Regions from separate parts of the Sus scrofa genome. Here region 1 is linked to region 2. A link is a contact called in public promoter capture Hi-C data. All regions are on one chromosome and are shown on one strand. The core of a region is the stretch at or near the end of the contact, and the rest is flanking DNA. Distances in the headings are between cores, read along the strand shown.

Region 1 (6,279 bases), core at 959-3,458, 1.8 Mb after region 2:
CAGAGGGATAAAATGTAAATGAGGCAATTAATACGACGTTTCTATAAAGCTTTCCTTTCATGACACTGATTACCTTCCATTCACAGTGTCTTGTAACCGTAACTCACAGGAAATTGAAGAACGCATTCCGGAGTTCTGGTTGTGGCTCACAGGTTAATAACCAGCGCAGTGTCCGTGAGGATGGAATTCGATCCCTGGCCTTGCTCAGTGGGTTAAGGGTCTGGCCTGCCACAAGCTGCAGCGTAGTTTAGGTCACAGATGCAGCTCGTATTGCTGTGGCTATGGAGGAGGCTGGCAGCTGCAGCTCTAATTTGACCCCTCGCCTGGGAACTCACATATGCTGCAGGTGTGGCCATAAAAAAAGGAAAAAAGAACTCATTCTTATATTACACACACCTTTCTATTCCTTTTTTTTTCTGGGGAGTGGTCATGCCTCCCCAGAAGAAAATATATTGGAAAGCATCAGATAAGGAATTTATGTTAGCAATTCTTTGGATTTCTAAAGCCAACACCTTCTCTGCTTTCTTTAGTAAGGAAAAGACTCACCATATAGCTAGTTTCAGTATAAAAATTATACACAGGTATGCACATGAGCATTACTGTATATGCATATGGTATATAGTGAGAAGGACATTCTTATGTTATTTCTGTTTTGATTTTCCTCCTAGCAACCAAATATGCTTGACTGGTTTGACACAGGGAGCACGAGCACTGCACAGTTCCATGCTTCTGTTTCATATCCTCCCATCATTCCTAGAAGGAAAGGCATTGCCTCAAAACTGTGTTATTGTTACACAGTGTGGATAAGATTCATCCCCAAACTTCAGCTTTCATTCTTAACCTAATGGCCTAATGCACTATCACGAGTCCTAATACTGCTTTGCCTATAATATAAATAGGCAGACTCACCCAGGATTTTTTGTTTTGGTTTTTTAATATGTTTTTTGAAGCAGCCCTGTAGAGATTCAGTTTCGTTTCCTGATCTGTCCTGGGTTCCCAGGGTGACTGTTCTTGCTGCAGCTAACACTTTCCTGGTCTCTTGGTGAGCTTGCTTCTCCTTGAGCATGCTAACCTGATAAGGTTCTCTTGCTACACACTCTTTCATCTTAAATCCTTCAGAGAACTTCATGCCCTCACAACCCCGGCAACCCCCACCACTCCCCAGCTTTTCTTCCTTTTCCTTCACAACTATCCTTTCGCTACTCCCAGCTGTAGCCCTGGATGCTTTATGATCGTCTCACCTTCAGTCATTCAACTAACATTTACTGAGTCCAGCTTTGTGCTAGTTCTTGGGGATTCGGCAACGTATTAAACATGACCCCTGCCCATTAGGATCACTGCTATACTCTCCTCTACAACTTATTTTTTTTCCAGTCCCATGTGGCCTGCAAAACTACACCCTCCCCACCCCCATCCCCAACACACGTCTGACTTTATCAAAAACACTCCTAAATCATGGGGATTTAAATACAGCACAGTGACTACAGTTAATTATAGTGTATTGTCTATTTGAAAGTTGCTAAAGGGTAGATTTTAAAAGCTCTCCTCAGAAGGAAAAAAATATTTGTAACTATGTCTGGTGATGATGCTACCTAGACACGAACTCATTTCGAAATATATACAAATCGTTATATTGTACAGCTGAAACGAACAATGTTATATGTCAATTATAATCTCAATTTTTAAAAAGTAAAAAGCAAAACATTCCTACAATTTTTTTTTTTTTTCCTTCCTCTAGAAGCGTCCCCTTTTAACCCTCACTTCATTTACTCATTTTTGCCTCCTACTTCGGCCACTATTTCCTTTCCATTCGCAGGAGAGCCAAACGCCCTGTCTTTTCAATCTTCTGATTCCCTGGTTATTCTCCCTTCTCCAACCCCTTTTTAAAAAACAGGCGGCTGTGCGTATGGGAGGGGTGGGGGTGGCGGGGAGTCTGCCTAGAACGTCTGGCACCCTGCTCCCCTAACTCCGCCCTACCACTCTGCCCTCAACCTTTCGTTACCTCTCTTCCCGCGGCTGCGGCCGGCCCCAGGCCCCTGGGCTTTCCGTTGTTTCATGGCGAGCCCGAGCTCCTCTTCATCAACTCAAATCCGGCCACAGCACCCAAGCCGTAACCTCCCGCCATCCCTTCCCACCGCGCTTGCGTTCCCCAGCAACTGGCGCCGCTGGGCAGCCTGGGAGGCAGGAAGAAGCGACTCTTTCTCTAACAGTCCCCGGGAAGCCATGAGAAAGAAAGGCGGCATACTCCTTCAGACCAGGAGACTACAACACCCAGAATGCTTTGCTACACTACCTTCGCGGGGTTGGAGACGGTCTCCTCCAGCTGCGCAGGCGCAAAGGGATACTCCCTTTGAGGACTCCATTGCCCAGGGTGCATTGCTTTCAGGAGCACTTCTCTTTCCGTCTGGGATCGTGAAGTTCTCCGCTTGGGGTCTGAGGGGTCCGAGACTCCGTTACCCAGCTCCCTTTGTGAAGTGCTGTTGCGCACTTCCGGTGGAAGCGCAAGGCGAGGGGGTGGAGTCTACGGAGCCGGTGGGCGGTGCTGCCGGTAGCTGGGTGCTGTCCAAAGGCTACAGGGCGTCGCTAGGGGAGCGAGCTGTGACCGGTTGGGCCGCTCTTAGCGTGGGACGGAGCTTCGGCTACAGTTCGGCTACCTGCGGCCTCCCCTTCATGTCGGCCCTCGAGAAGAGCATGCACCTCGGCCGTCTGCCCTCTCGCCCGCCTCTCCCCGGCAGCGGGGGCAGTCAGAGCGGAGCCAAGATGCGAATGGGGTACGTGACCCATACCCCTTCTCCCTAGAGGCCAGGCCCCGGCCATTGGAGAATGGTGTCTCTGCGCGTTTAGGGCGGCACGACCAGGAGGGCTCAGGAGGGGAGAAGATGTTGGCGGCGGCCTGGAGACGTTTAGATGAAGTAGGAGGTGGATCTGGGGACTAGGGGAGGCGCCAAGTCAATGGAATTGGAGGACAAATAGTATTGGAGGGAGGGGAATGAGGCAAAGATTGAAGAGGCTGAGAGGATCGTGTAAGAGAGGTAATGAGGCACCCCCAGAAGAAGGGGTGGAGGAGGTTTGAGAAAAGGGAGATGAGCGGTGACAGAGGTGGAGGGAAGTCTGCCAGGGAGGGCTGAGAGAAATGGGAAATGACAGAGAAAAGTTGAGGGGAATTAGAAGAACCAGGGAAATATTAGGAGGCGTAAGAAGACTGTGAACACTAGGTGTTAGAAAAAGCCGACGGAAAGCGAGAACACCTGAGGCAGGGTTGGAGCAGACGAGAGAAACAGGGAGCAGAAGGTTCTAGAGAGAGTTCCTAGAGGTGTAAGAGGCAGATTCAGGGAGTGAGCGGGCGACTTAGAGATTGGGTCTCTTGAGGGGTACCGCGCAAGTGTGGAGAACAGGCCAGAGGAAAGATGGAGAACACACTCCAGAAGACTGTTGGGGTGAGATGTGCGGGCGGGGATAAGGGGAGGAGGGCTGAGGGCCTTAGAGACTGACCAGGGGCTCCACAGACGGAGAGATGACTAGGAACAGGGTTTAGGGAACGCAGGGCTGCAGAGCTAAGTCCAGGATGCATAAAGAGGGCGATTTGGGCAATTGATTTTTTCTGGGCTAATACATCTGATGGAAGCTATGTTTGGGTCTGATAAGATTCAATTAACAGAGTATGGAGTGTAGCCACTTAAAGTGTTTTAGGGGAAACCTTCCTTTACTGGGTTGGGAGGAGCTGTTTGCTTTGGGAGTTTTAGGTTATTGAATGGCTTGTGCCAGGTTCGGGGGTATGAAGGTGTAGAAGAGAGAGTATAACGTGTTGAACATGGGAGAGGTAGTTATTTGAAACAGAGGTAATTGAACAGGGAGTTGGTTTTGCGGAGTATTTGTAGAACCAGGATTCTGGAGACTAGTGACTGTAAAGAAAAAAGGGGTAGGAAAAATACTTAGGTCTGAGGTAGTCAAGTGTATGTGTTTGGGATTCTAAAGATAGGTTGGTAGCTATTTTTGGAATCAGGACTAGAGAAGAAAACCTTAGATTCTGAAGAGATGTTATGTACAAAAAATGATCAAAAAGGAGATGAAGGTAAGATAGGTAATGCTGTGAAAGCAGGTCCTAGAAACAAAGAGAAAGGAGAGTCCTATAGATTAAAATAGGTAGAGGGGTGGTTAGAATGATTGGAAAAACCAGGAAACTTTGAGGTAGAGACCTATGAGACACAGTAGAAAATTGAGAAAATTTTGACGGAGAAGATAGGTCGAAGGATGCACAGTACAAAGAGGTGATGGAAGGCTACATGTAAGATAAAATGAAGATTGTTTTAGCTTTGATAGACAGTAAGGTAGAACTGTAACATGGAGCACCTGGAAGTTGATCTATAACAGATTATTTGGGAAAAATTAACCTGGAGGGTAAAATTAATGTAACGTTTATTGTTGATACGTATCTTGGTTGCTGTCTTAAACTAAACTTTGATCTTTCAGTATTCCATCACTCTTCACTAAAAGTACATAAAAATGTTAGTTTTTAAATAACTATGCATGCTTCAGATAAGTTTAATTAGAGTTTAGCTTCTCATTTTGTCAAAACAAGTTCTCTGAAGATGAACTGAAGAAGAGAAAATAAAATACTAAGAGAAAAAACATCTACTGATTAGAAGATTATTAGTAACTTAAGCTGATTAAATAGATGCTTTGGTCTTTTTAATTTAGGTTAATTGCTTATCCTGGAAGGTAAAGTTCTTTAGAAAAATGCTTCTTTATAGTACCGTGAAGAGAAGAGCATATGTTGGTGAATTTTATGTGGTCTTCAAGTAGTTTATTTTCCTGGATTTTTATTTTCTTCTTTCTTGGAACATAGGCATGCCTCATGTAAGTCTCATGTCAGTGATAATATAGACACTCTCCACTAGAATCATAAAGTTCGAAGAGAGCTTTGAGGTGATCTTACCACTTCACTGTATATTTGGGGAAACAGACTTGGAGAATTCTCTATGCTGTAAGGTGAACTAAGAGGCAGGTATTTTCTTTTAATAATGAAAAACCAGAAACTCAAATCTTCCTCACACTATGGCACCCTAGAAGCTTAGCAGTAGAGCCACTAAGGACTAGGATTTGGGACTAGGACTTGACTCTGAGACTCATTGTGTGTTTTGGATTCAGAGTTGTTATCATTGACAATACTTAAATTTGAGTTGTGTATCTTATTCCTTCACAAATACTCAAGGATTCAGTGCCCCCCTTTCCTCAGTCTTTTCGGAAGTCTCATTTCCACCAATTTCAAATCATCCTTCTTTATTTCTAACTTCTGCTCACTTACCTTTTTTTTTTTTTTTTTCCCTAAATCTTCCCATCTTCTCCCCTCCCCAGTCTGTCTCTTGTTCTCAGGTTGGACCTCTTCCTTTGACAGCTTCTTATATGACTTATTCTTTCAACTGTTTTTCATAATCTCTTGCCTTCAGTTTCATAAACCTTATTTTGATATGTTTGCATATTCAGGATGGTTTTGAGGGTTTTGTTTGTCTTTTTGCCATTTCTGGGGCCGCTTCCTGCTGCACATGGAGGTTCCCAGGCTAGGGGTCTAATTGGAGCTGTAGCTGCTGGCCTATACCAGAGCCACAGCAACATGGGATCTGAGCCATGTCTTTGACCTACACCACAGCTCACCATAACGCCGGATCATTAACCCACTGAGCAAGGCCAGGGATCCAACCCGCAACCTCGTGGTTCCTAGTCGGATTCGTTATCCACTGAGCCATGATGGGAACGCCTGAGTTTTTTTTCTTGAGTTTCCATTAATTTAGTTTTTCCAATTCAATTTAATAATTCCAGAGTATTGATGGATAAAGCAATGATAGCAATTACTTTTTTTTTTTTTTTGAGTTAGTACCATGTGCTAGGCATTGTGGTAGTAGCTTTATGTATGTTATTTTATTTAATCAGCCCACAGTTTTGCAAGGTGTTATTGCCCTGCATTTGTAAGTAAAGAAATTCAGACTTGGAGATTACATGTCACCCAGTAGTATGTGATGGAACCAGGATCCAATCTAGGTTTAGTCCCTAGAATCCATTCTCTTTTCAGAACACTCTTGGATAAGAACTGAAGTTGTGGTTTTGTTGTTCCTTGATAGATGCCGGTAGGTGATGCCTAAAACAATTGTTTTGAACTTTTTAATTAAAGCTTTTGGAGCTACTCTGATTTTAGAGCCCTACCTGCAGCCAGTATTTGTCTGTTAGGATTGCCATAACAAAAATACCATGTTTTTTTCCTCAGAGTTCTGGAGTCTGAGAAGT
Region 2 (6,348 bases), core at 3,012-5,511:
TTCGGGCCTCAGATAGACCACCCCTTCCCAGCTTCCTAGTCCAAGCATCCAGGGTGGGACCAGAGGAAACAGTCAGCACTGGGTCAGAGGCCCTGCGGGAATGGCTAGGCGCAGGCCGGGCCAGGGGAAATGGCAGTGGAGCCTGGGCCCACGGCCAGGGCTAGGCTGGCCTTCCCTAGTCCCAGCCCACATCTGCCTGAAGTCCCTGGAGTACCCTCTCCCCAAAGCTCAAGAAAAGACATTAGACTCCTCTGGGCCCCACCCAGAAATAGAGAACAGACATGGGGGAAAAATCAGTACTGTGTCTTTATTAAAGAATTAGAAAGAAACTAGATCAGCAACCAAGGGGTGAGGTGCTGGCCAGAACGGTGGGGTGGCTCAGGCCTTGGGGATTCAAGGGCAAACGGATGGCCTAGGAGGGGCCACGGAGGCCAGGTCCTGCAGCAGCTGAGAAGGCACCCAAGGGTGAGCTTTCCAGCCCTGGGGGTGATCGGCTGGTTCTGCAGGGGGTCCAGGGCGGGGTGGGCTGACCTGGAATCTCCCTGAGACCACTCTGCCTTGTCTACCTAGATCATCCACTGGTCCTGATCCTGTTCATTGCCTTCCATGTCCACCTGGAGAGGAGGCTGGGTGTGGGTGGGGAGGGGCCTCAGCCACCCGGCCAGCCCCATCCCAGACCCTGCCCTTGGCTGGACCCAGGGTCTCGGTACCCACTGGCTGCCAATTCAGTCCGGGGTCAGGTTCCAGGAACAGAGGCCCCCCCCCGACACCCGGGCCTACCTCATTGACCTCTCCGTCATCAGGTGACTCGTTGTAGTCGTTCATCTCATCCATGTCCTGCATGTCCTCGTCGTCCTCTGAGTCCTCCTCGCTGTCCTCATCATCGTCTTCATCTTCCTCTTCCTCGTCGTCGTAGTGCTGCGGAGGCGGGGAGAGCCTGAAGGTTCCTCAGGTCTGCCTGGGCCCGCTCAAGGACTGGCCCACGTGGAGCCTCTCTCTGGGGCCAAGGAATGAGCGCCACTCCCCGGTCCCGTCCCACGTGACTCTAGCAGGCTGGTGCACGCTCTGCAAGACCTCAGCGCTAAGCCCTGTGTCCAGCCCGGCTACCTCACCTTTCTGACCCCCACCCAGAACCGAGGACCACGACTGCTCTGGAGTCAGAGGCCGGACCTTCAGACTTAGAGCAGATCCTTCATTCCTCTGGGCCCCACAGAGGCCCCACCTGCTGGAGCCACTCACCTCTGAGGCCGGCTTGCCGATAGGTACCAGGTTGTTGTCTTTCTCTGCGATGCTCTGGAGCTGTGGCCGAAGAGGGAGGAGAGCAAGGCCAGGGCCCAAGCAGGGCAGGTCAGGGGCATGGGACGGTCCCTCCCTGCTCCCAAGACCCCTAAGGGTAGAGGAGAAGCTTCCTTCCAATTTTCAGGAAGATTCAATCCGTTTCTCGCCTGACATCTGCCACTTACTTAAGAACTTGATCCAACTACATAACCTCTTTGGGCCTTGGTTTCCTGATAAGATGATTGTGAGGATGAAGTGAGACTATCAGCCTAGAACGTATCATTGCCTAGATCCTCAATAAACAGTCAGAATGATTATTTCCGGAGTTCCCATCATAGCTCAATGGAAACAAACCTGACTAGTAGCCATGAGGACGTGGGTTTGATCCCTGGCCCTGCTCAGTGGGTAAAGGATCCAGTGTTGCCATAAGCTGTGGTATAGGTTGCAGACAAGGCTCGGATCTGGTGTGGCTGTGGCATAGGCTGGTGGCTAAAGCTGCAATTAGACCTCTAGCCTGGGAACCTCCACAGGCCGCAGGTGCCGCCCTAAAAAGACAAAAAAAGAGATGATAGCCTATGCTATAGGGGAAAGAGCCTGGGCTCGTCTGGCCTAGAGGTCCCATGGTCCCCGGCAAATTAGGGTGTCACAAGGAGGACAACCTAGGCCCTCAGCTCTCAGCCGGATTCTTCCCAGCTCAGGGCAAAAAGTCTGCACAGGGCAGGTCTCCAAAGTAAGGCTGGGTCATGGCCAGTGAAGCTCCCCTGCTGGGCTAGATCCTCACTCACCCAGGCCTGATGCTGCTGTTCTTGTTGCTGCAGCTCCGTCTCCTCCACACAGGGTCGATCCAGATTAAACCAGAGTGTCTCAGTCACACGGGGGAAGAGTGAGGGGAACAAGGTGGACATGGCTCCTAGACTGAGGGACAGGGTCAGGTGAATTGAGCTCTCGGATGTGTTTGGTTTTTGACCGTCATTTGGTTAGTTTGATTTGGGGATGGGGTGCCTTTGGGAAGGTAGCAAGAAAAAAGCCTCTCCTTGAGGGAATCAGACAGACCTCGGTTTGAATGCTGGCTCCACTACTAGCTGTTTGACCTTGGCTACGTCACTTAACCTCTCTGAGCCTCAGACACCATCCTCTGTAAGACAGGGACGATAATGATCATACCACCTTCACAGTTATTCTGATAACTAAGTCTTTACTAGAAAGTACTTACAGTATTTATAGGCTGTTCAAAGGAGGGAGGAGAATGGAAGCCACATGTGGAGGAATCCAGAATGCAGACTGGCATCACAAAATTCTACAGAATCGAAGATGGCAGAGCTCTGCTTGATCTTTACCTCCTCCAGACAGAGACCTACTTTCTGCTCCTCTCTGATGTTCCACGCCATACCCATCCAGTGTCAGAAATGTAGGACACTAACCACCTCCTAAACCACAGCCGAATGGTGGTATAGCTCAGCAAGACATTCTAAATGCCTGAGTAATGGATAAATAAGTAGGTGGAAGATCAAACGGATAAACTAGCATCTGAGCGAGAGAACAAGTAAATTCAGCTCAGATTAAGCAGCTGGGAGGGCTGACCAGGAAGGTCCCAGAGAATCTGAATTAGAACCTTTCAGCTCACAGGAAAACTTAGGCCCAGTGACAGGCCAACAACCAGCTTTAGGTCCCAGTGATTTGGGGCATAGAACTTTTTGGGGAGATCCAGGCCGGACACTAGACATGACCAGGAGAAAAGGACCTACGTCTAATTCTGCTTTTGCCCTAAGTTATTTGACTGATCCGGGGCCAGCCGCTGCCCCTCCGTGGACCTCGGCTGCCCGGCCCCTTTAACACGGCCCACGGAACCCACGCTCCCGTTCCTCAGGTACCAAAGGGCCAGAGAGCTCGGCTCCTTAAACCCAAACCCTCGCCGCCAAACTACCAGCCATTCTTTGTTTGTTATGATAATAACCGCGGAGTTGACCAACAGGGAGAAGACAGGGGCGGGATTCGACCAGGTATTTGCACCTATAGGGTTAATCACTAAATTGAAGAAACCCCGTGACCTGGAAGAACTGTTGAGTGACAGGAAGTGACACCAATGAGTGGCGGATCGGTGTGACGGGGTGGGGCTTAACCGCGAGAAAGCGGCCAATGAGCTGGAGCTCTTTAATGTTAACGGGAGTGTGAACAGCGAGCTCCTGAGGAGGTGGGTGCGGTGAACAGAGTTTCTCTGGAGGAGGGAGGAAAGAAGGGGTAAGGAGACAGCAGCCGCAGCCTTCCTTCTGTACTTACCGCGCCGGGAGGCGGCAGCCGGCGGCAACCCGGAAGCACTTCTCTTTGCCAGAGCGGAAGAACCCGCCAGAACTCGGGACACACCGCACGCATGCGTCTTTGGTCTTCTTTTGTTTTCTCTCTCCCGCCCACCAGACGGGAAGTGACGCTCACACGTTAGTCACGTGTTGGGCCGACCTTTGGCGAGCCGCTGCATGGCCCCGCCTTCAGCCTCAGCCAATCGGCTTCTTCGTCTCGGCCCCGCCCCGTCTGGCTTCAGGCGGTATTTGCAATGCAAAACTTCATGAAAAACAGCTGGCGGCCTCCAGCGTTAGGAATGGCACATTTTCCGGCTGCGTCCCAAGAAATTTAGTCCGCTTCTACCCCGGAGTCGCTAAGTGGTTTTATCCCCCACCTGTCTAGCTGCTCTCGCCCTCAGTTTCCTGTTGGGCGCATACATTCATACACGTATGCCTTCACCAGAAATACTTGAGTCCCTATTATATTCAATATTCCAGGCCCTCCTGGAAGCTGGAGATAAATCTAGGAACATGGTCTCTTCCCTCAAAGACCTCTGCAGTTAGTCTGTAGTCTGCAGCCCTGTAGTGGACTCACCATTCCCTTAAGATTGCCTGTCCAAGGAGTTCCCATTATGGCTCAGTGGAAGTGAACCCAGCTAGTATCCATGAGGATTCGCGTTGGATCCCTGCCCTCGCTCAGTGGGTGAAGGATCTGGTGTTACTGTGAGCTGTGGTGAGCTGGGATCCTGCATTGCTGTGGCTGTGCTGTAGGCTGGCATTGGTAGCTCCCATCTTACCCCTAGCCTGGGAACTTTGCTCTGCATCAGTGGCCCTAAAAAGCAAAAACAAAAGATTGCCTGTCCAGTTCTGCATTGGAGATTTTGTAAGGGACTGAGTGATTACTCAATCTTAGGGTCAGCATTCTGCTACTGAGACATTCAGCTGCCCTCTCCAGGCCTGGGCCAAATATGTTTAGTGGTCAGCCCTGGCACATCACTCCCACCTTCTGTTCTGTAGAGACTTCTGACTCAGCTTCCCAGTGAGCATGCCCTTCAGACCTGCTGATGCCTTCAAGCAGCAAAGTCCTTCAAATCTAACCCTTGTTAAATTCCATCACCCCCAAGACTCTGTCTCTTTTTTTTTTTTGCCTTTTGTCTTTTTAGGGCCACACCCACGGCATATGGAGCTTCCCAGGCTAGGGGTCTAATCGGAGCTGTAGCCACCGGCCTACGCCAGAGCCACAGTAACGCCAGATCCAAGCCGCTTCTGCGACCTACACTACAGTTCATGGCAACGCCAGATCCTTAACCCACTGAGCGAGGTCAGGGATCAAACCCGCAACCTTATGGTTCCTAGTCGGATTCGTTTCCGCTGCGCCACGACGGGAACTCCCAGAGTCTTTCCAGTTCCACAGTTCCACTCTTCCCCCAACCTGCTGGGTGACCCTTCATAAGCTCTGTCGCCTTATCAGGACTCAGTTTCCTCTTCAACCAGCGTCATCATCTCTGCCCAGCCTTCAGACTAATGTGAAGATTTGAGATAACACGTGTTAAGAGGTAGTGTACTGTGCATGTCAGCTGTCACTGTTGCTGAGCAGCTCTGGTTGTTACAGCTTTTTCATTAAGAGTAAAACTTGCCTGTTGCAAGTGTCCACAATTTCATTCATTCATTTCATTCATTCAACCCATACCTGCTGAATACCTTACTGTATGCCTGCCGCTACTCTAATAAAGTGTACACAATAGTGAACAAAACAAACCAAAAAACTCCTCACAGTACTTCCATTTCAATGAGAGAGAGAGAAGACAGGAAATTAAAATATATAGTTTTAAGACGGCAGTAAATACTAAGGAGGAAAAGAATCAGGGAAGTGGGAATAAAATATTGGCAGGAAAGATGTTTTATTTTATTTTGGGGGGGGCCAAGGAAGACCTTACTGGGAAGGTGACTTTGAGTAAAAGATTGGAAGAAAAAAAGAGGGGCACTGTTCTGATACTCTGGGAAGAGCCTCAGAAAACAGCAAGTGCAAAAGGCCTAGAATGGCTAGACCATAGCGTTCTACGGGGAGAGTGGGAAAAGAAGGGGGCAGAGACAGGAGCCAGACAGGTTTGCAGATCAAAATAAGGACCTTGGCCTTTACCCGATGTCGAGGATCTTGTGAAGGGTGGTGGTGTTTGTTTGTTTGTTTTTTAGAGCCACACCTGAGGCATATGGAGGTTCCCAGGGTACAGGTTGAATCAGAGCTGTGGCTGCTGGCCTACACCACAGCCACAGCCACATCAGATCCTACACTGCAGCTTGCAGCAATGCCGGATCCTTAACCCGCTGTGCGAGGCCAGGGATCAAACCCTTTGTCCTCATGGATGCTAGTCGACTCATCAGGTTCTTTCTTTCTTTCTTTTTTTTTTTTTTTTTTTTTTTAAGGGCCATACCTGTGGCATATGGAGGTCTCCAGGCTAGGGGTCAGATCAGAGCTACAGCTGCCGGCCTGTGCCACAGCCACAGCCATGCCAGATCCAAGCCGAATCTGTGACCTACACCACAGCTCACAGCAACGCCAGATCCTTAACCCACTGAGCGAGGCCAGGGATCGAACCTGCAACCTCATGGTTCCCAGTCAGATTCGTTTCCACTCTGCCACCACGACGGGAACTCCCTAGCTGGGTTCTTAACCTGCTGAGCCACAGTGGGAACGCCCTGTGAAGGGTTCTGAGCAGAGGAGCCACACAATCTGATTTACATTTTAGCAGAGTTACTCTGGCAGTTTTATGAAGAAAACTTGAGCGGGGACAGC

Evidence for each region. Promoter capture Hi-C pulls out the DNA fragments that hold promoters and counts their contacts.
Region 1: a contact with region 2 is called in a promoter capture Hi-C map of liver, with 4 times the contacts expected there. The contact joins the promoter of PPME1 here to the promoter of ANAPC15 in region 2. A contact is called at or near these places in 1 of 5 promoter capture datasets (liver) and 1 of 47 Hi-C or Micro-C datasets (liver).

What each region holds. Positions count from the first base shown.
Region 1 is chr9:8,510,583-8,516,861 of Sscrofa11.1, forward strand. It overlaps PPME1 (protein phosphatase methylesterase 1), which reads left to right and starts at 2,209. Exons shown (of 15, transcript XM_003357190.5): 1 at 2,209-2,771. The coding sequence starts at 2,224. C2CD3 (C2 domain-containing protein 3) reads right to left here and starts at 2,261. Exons shown (of 34, transcript XM_021062487.1): 1 at 2,003-2,261. The coding sequence starts at 2,057.
Region 2 is chr9:6,685,652-6,691,999 of Sscrofa11.1, forward strand. ANAPC15 (anaphase-promoting complex subunit 15) reads right to left here and starts at 4,262. Exons shown (of 5, transcript XM_013999278.2): 1 at 3,556-4,262; 2 at 2,492-2,575; 3 at 1,240-1,299; 4 at 781-918; 5 at 288-626. The coding sequence starts at 3,648. The coding sequence ends at 567.